Linked DNA regions of Zea mays: region 1 is linked to region 2. A link is a contact called in public Hi-C data. All regions are on one chromosome and are shown on one strand. The core of a region is the stretch at or near the end of the contact, and the rest is flanking DNA. Distances in the headings are between cores, read along the strand shown.

Evidence for each region. Hi-C and Micro-C count contacts between places; a contact is called where the count stands out from the background.
Region 1: a Hi-C map of leaf shows a contact between it and region 2, with 3 times the contacts expected there. The contact joins the promoter of LOC100193618 here to the enhancer-like site in region 2. A contact is called at or near these places in 4 of 25 Hi-C or Micro-C datasets (bundle sheath and leaf).

The regions. Positions count from the first base shown.
Region 1 is chr5:48,195,935-48,198,755 of Zm-B73-REFERENCE-NAM-5.0, reverse strand. It overlaps LOC100193618 (Remorin family protein), which reads left to right and starts at 1,542. Exons shown (of 6, transcript NM_001138719.1): 1 at 1,542-1,621; 2 at 1,754-1,830; 3 at 1,920-2,204; 4 at 2,310-2,688; 5 at 2,784-2,821. The coding sequence starts at 1,596. It overlaps LOC103626311 (glutamate receptor 3.5), which reads right to left and starts at 1,133. Exons shown (of 6, transcript XM_008646703.4): 1 at 425-1,133. The coding sequence starts at 695.
Region 2 is chr5:48,159,346-48,162,128 of Zm-B73-REFERENCE-NAM-5.0, reverse strand. No RefSeq gene overlaps it. Among protein-coding and RNA genes, the nearest start is that of TRNAT-GGU, 12 kb to the left of the region's middle. Within about 2 kb of position 1,503, at least 2 of the 20 cell types and tissues checked have an H3K27ac peak or open chromatin away from gene starts, as enhancers often do. A contact at or near this core is called in leaf, where this site is marked.

The DNA.
Region 1 (2,821 bases), core at 293-2,792, 37 kb before region 2:
TCGTCTAGCTCAACCTTCAAAACTACCTTTGAGCTATCAGTTGTGTAAAGTCGAAGATATGATTGTAATCATTTGTTGCATTGTAGGGGATAAGGTGAAATGTAAAGTGTGCTTATTTAGATGAGTGATATATTTGTTCTTCTTGTTTTACATATTACCTTCGTTACTTAATGGTCATATTCATTTATCTTCTTTTATTGGTTGCTTATGATCTAAAGACACGATTTAGAAAAGCTCGAAAAAGTGGAGCTCAGTAGTCTAGTCGTTCATCTCTGAAAATATCTGTATTTTTGGGAGCATTTTACTTAGCACAACCGTCTCTAAAACATCTTTGGAAAAAAACTTTTGTGAAAGTTCTAATCCTTAATTGACACATGCATGAAAGAGAAAAAAGATAGACGAAGCGGACCGGAAAAGACCCAACCTTTGATGGTGCCGAGGAAGCCGCTGCAGTTGGTGTCCATAGACACCAAGTTGAGCTTGGTCCACGCGAGCACCTTGTCGTCCGCGTTAACGTCGTCGACGGCGAGCTCGATGGCGAGCTGCGCGGCGCGGCCAATCGTGGAGTCGTACGTGAAGAGGGCGCCCACGGCCACCTCGCTTGGCAGTGCCCCCGCCGCCGCCGCCGTCGGCGCGGCGGCCGCAGTGGCCAAGAGCGCAGCCACCACCACCAACTGAGCCACACCGCCCATCATTAATCCCCACCCAAGCGCTTGCCTTTGGCTAGTCTAGAGCACGATGGGCGCCGCCGCCGCCGCCGGGAGCACCAGAACCGCCAGTCGCATCGGTTAGTACGTTGCTTGGGAAGAAGAAAGCAGAGGAGGAATGAATGAGAGGCGCTGGTTTTGAGGTGCGCAAGGAATGAGGAGGGGTTAGCTAGCTAGAGAGAAGACGACGGCTATGGCCAGCGCCAGCCAACCGGTGAGGTGAGGATGACGTGGTAGCCTTGTCGTGACCGTTGTCAGGGGACGGCACAGTAGCCGTCGCCATCGGACGGCCGTGTTGAGGTGAGCCTGCGAACGAGCACTGTGTGTGGTTGAGTGGTTCTGCTTTTCTCTGTTGTTCGATCGCGCTGTTACTGTGCTAGCTGCCATCTGACCTGCACGTCAAGATCAGAGGAGCCTGAGCCTCCGATGGACGGGACCGGACGGCACGTCAAGCTTGCATTGAAGACCGTATCGGATGGATCGGAATGTGCGTGTGCACTGTGGTACTATGCAGCAGGAGTGATCAGTCAAGGTCACGCTCACGCATGATGTGGCTTAGCAAGACAAGGAAAGAATTTCTCCTAATCCATCGGCCGGGCAAGCAAAAGGTTGCCCTGGATTGAACGATTCTTTGAGATTTCAACTGGGCAAAGTGATTCTGATCCGCCCTGCCCCCGCCTCGTCTGCATTCCGTGCCTCCGAGACTAGCGCTTTCGTGTCGTGTATTTCAGCTCTTACTTACCTTGATACCCTCTCTAACCTCCTCCTCCTCCTCCTCAGATCCTCTCTATATAGCGTTCAAGTACAAAGCTTGCTTAAGCATTACACGTACGCAAAGATCGAGCTTTTAATTTGCTTTGTTCACGAATTGTTGTTTTTGCATGCACCATGGACGACGACCTGAAACATCTGAGGTAGTAAAAATTGCAAGAGGCCTTTGTCGCTTCATCCGGCTTGGTGTTCTGCCTCCAATCCTCCGGTCCATCTTGGTGCTCAAATTCATAACCATATATATGTGGCGTTTGCTTTGCTCTTCGCATGCACAGGGTCAGCTTCTCTGGGGTGAGGCAGGGCGGCGAGACAGTACCACTACCATCACAGCGAAGGACGAGTTCACGCAGAGGTGAAACTAAAATAAGCTTCCGCGACGGTTAAAAAACTGGCGAGGCAGGTGACTGATGTCTAATGCAGGCTCTCGCATTTCTGTTTTAGCGAGTGATGCGGCAGAGGAGTACGACGCGGCGTACGCGGCCACGGTGGCAGCAGTCGCCTACGCCATCGCCGCGCGAGAGGAGAGGCTGTCAGCGTCTCAAGAGAGCACGCCGTATGCTGCCGCGGACAGGCTTGCGCGTGGAAACAAGCAGTCCAGCAAGTCAGCACGCACAACCAAGAGAGGCGAGAGCCTGGAGAAGCCAAATTTCGAAGGCAGAAGGTCCTCTTCCTCGAGATGGTTCACTGGCAAAGAGCCCATAGACGATGACTACCAAGATGAACAGGGTACATACTATATATATATATATATCTAATAACTGGAATTTTGATTTCGAACTTTTCTTTTGCTTTCTGCTGGCATCATATGCATGGCCCGGGGTGAAATTTCAGCTAACGTGTCAGTGAAACGGCCACTAAGACCGGCTCAGAAGAAGCCAGCACCAGCAGAGGGTGCGGCCTCAGACGAAAGGCTCCCTGCTCTCGCTGATCCTGCACTACGCGTAAGGAAGGACTTCAGTTTCACCCGGAAACCGTCAGAGAAGAGAGGAAGTAGGCGATTCGAGCAAGATCAGGGGAACCAGACAACAGCGCCGCCGCCGCCGCCGCCAACGGCACGGCCATCGGACAAGGCGTCGAGCTCGTATTCGGCGGCCGGTAGTAGGGACAGCGGAGCTGCCACCACGTCCGGTGGACCAATGGCGTTCTCCAGCGAAAACGAAGCCATGGCAGATGCGTGGGAGAAGGAGAAGCTGGCGAGAATCAAGAGGAAGTAAGCGGCTGGTGATCAGTTTGATGATCGATGTACTTGTTTCGAGGCACGCAGATTATATTCAAATTTAATCTGCCACAAATTCCTGCCTGCAGGTACAACGAGACGATGCAGACGATTGCTGCATGGGAGG
Region 2 (2,783 bases), core at 254-2,753:
TTCAAATCCCAAATTTCAATTTAGGGTTCCAATTCAATTTTCTTATTAGTATATTTTGATTAATAGTGTTGCTATTATTATTATATGCACAACAAACAAGACTCCAATATGATGCACATGTTGTTTAGTTGACATTAGTCATTTAATCCCTTTAAATATGGTTGTTCACATGCATAGTTAAATTGAAACAAAGCAAATAAGAGAATTATCTCCATTACCATGGTTTACAAATTTGGGTATTACAAATCCTACCCCCTTTACAAAAATCTCGTCCTCGAGATTTGTAAGAAAATGGATACAGAAGGATTGGTTTGTAATTCAAGTTTTAGTCTATAATTGATTCAGAAATCCAGTCTCAATTTTTTTTATAGTCAATAGTGGGTGATTAGGAGAGTATAGATATCCAATTACTATTTATGTGGGATATAAGTTGGACAGGTTGAGGTAAGGAAGATTATGGCAAGGAAAAGAATTCATCTGATATGTGGTCGTTCATGGCCACGGTGTCGTGGATCTAGAGCTTTGAGTTACGTTCCTCCAATCCTCCCTCGCTCCAAGTTGAACGAAAGCCTCTTCTTTGTGCAAGTGTACCTAGACACCTGATATCCTTGAGTTTAAATGCACCAATGTCGAAGTACCTCTTGTGATGAAAGGTGTTGACTGGACAATGGATTTATGCTTCGACTTGGAGCACTCATGGAGTGTCAAATTTTATGTGCGATTCTCATCAACATCAATGTCTCCTACTCTTGAACCACGTTCATTTGCTCCTTCTTGGTCTTGGGCCAGGGCCATTATTCACGAGCCTAATGCCCAATTTTCCCACACTTCATGCATTGGTCATTATCGATCTTGGTTCCTCCTCCTGCCCAGATGAAGAAGATGATGTGTTCGAGTTACCTCTGTGTCCTCTCGTATGGCTGCTTCTACCATCATGACAGCTAGAGCCACCATGTGTGCTGTCACTCGCATGCATGCTTCTATGAGGTAGAGCTTGTCGTTGTGATGGACCGATATCGATGGCGGCTATAGCTCCTCCTCCATGGCGTACAACTGCACTGTCGCCTCTGCTAATGTGAGTATTGACATATCGAGTAGTGTCTGAATCGCCACCACAATCTTCTTGACCCTTTCTGACTCACTAGACAGAAAATTCCCCACCACTGTGGCCTTGTCCACCTCCGCATCGTGAGTCACCAATTGTGCCACTATACCACCCAAACACATCGAGTAATCCTTGACACTTTGATCCTCGCGTCATATTGCCTTCCTGACATAGTCATCCTTGACCCGCATGGTCGTGATCACGTCCCAAGCCTCCTTGGATGTGTCACCTTGTTGGCAATGGACAACATCATCTCCGTTGAGACAACAGTCGCCATCACGTATAGCGCCACCATATCCTCATGTAGATGTTGCCACCTGGATCGATTACTGCCTTGAGCGCTCGGGCCTTGAGCCTCAGCATCATCAATGATGCCAAGTCGGTGTAGTTGTTCCTATTAAGGATGTGATAGTTGGTTCAACACCAACCTCATGAACCACTCGCTGCACAACCACACCTCCACCTGAGCTGTCCGCATCATGGTCTCTTAGTGATGGACCACGTCCGTCCATCAGGTCGTCGATGAACTCGCGTTTGTGATCCCAACAAAGACACTGCATCGTGATCTCTTTTCCCAGACTCTAATCGACTTTGATACCAGTTGTCAGAGTTCGCCAGAGTGTCGGCCACCGTCTTTTGGCAAGCACTCCATGATAAGCGAAAATGCACAACACACAAGATCAGTTGGAAGTAATGAACACTCGTTGAGTGTGTTGGCTTCTAAGCAAGGACCAATCCGTCGCTAGAACACCCGAACTGTCTCTTCCTCTCTACGAATACAATTAACTGAAAAATGAGGAAGACAGTGAGTACACGAGTCTTTTGGCGCAGCGTATTATGTCTGCTTCTCTGATTTCCATTCCTATTTATTTGACGCATTTATAGGTGGAGCTAAGTCCCTAGTTGCATGTATCCATGCTCCCTAAGCGGTTGTGCCATCCCACAGCCAAAATCGTGGCCACTATGCCCAGTTTTCTAGTTCCACCATTTGACTCTGCATGCAAGCAGAGACTACTCAACGCACTTCCGCAACGACCGCGCGAGAAGGCCACGACGTGCTGACCACTAACACAACTAACTTTAGACTCTAAAAAATCTAGACACCAGCGCTACAAATTATTCTTCTACAATCTCCCCCTAAATGTGTTGTGCTGGTTCAATACTGGTGACACCACTTCGTATCCGCAGTTCCTGAAGACGCTCGCGCGGAAGTGGCTTTGTGAGTATATTAGCTATCTGATCTTCGGTGCGGACGAAATCCGTCTCCAACGAGCCGTTGCTGACAGTCTCGAATGAAATGGAAGCGGATGTCGATGTGCTTGCTTCGATCATGAAGTACTGGGTTCTTGGCGAGGGCAAGCGCAGACTTGTTGTCGATGTAGAGGATTGGCGCGACGACCTTTGTGTTCAGCAAGTCTGAAAGCAGGCGTGACAGCCATACTCCTTGGCACGCCGCGGTGGCGCCAGCGATGTATTCTGCCTCACATAACGATAGCGCCACCACACGCTGCTTCTGGGACTGCCAGCTGACCGGGCTCTGGCCAAGGAAGAAGATTGCGCCAGAGGTGCTCTTCCTGTCATCACCGTCTCCGGCGTGATTGGCATCACTGTATCCGATCAACTCCAATGTTCCTTTCCCGCGGCGATAAACACACCCTTGGGTCTTTGTTCCGGCAAT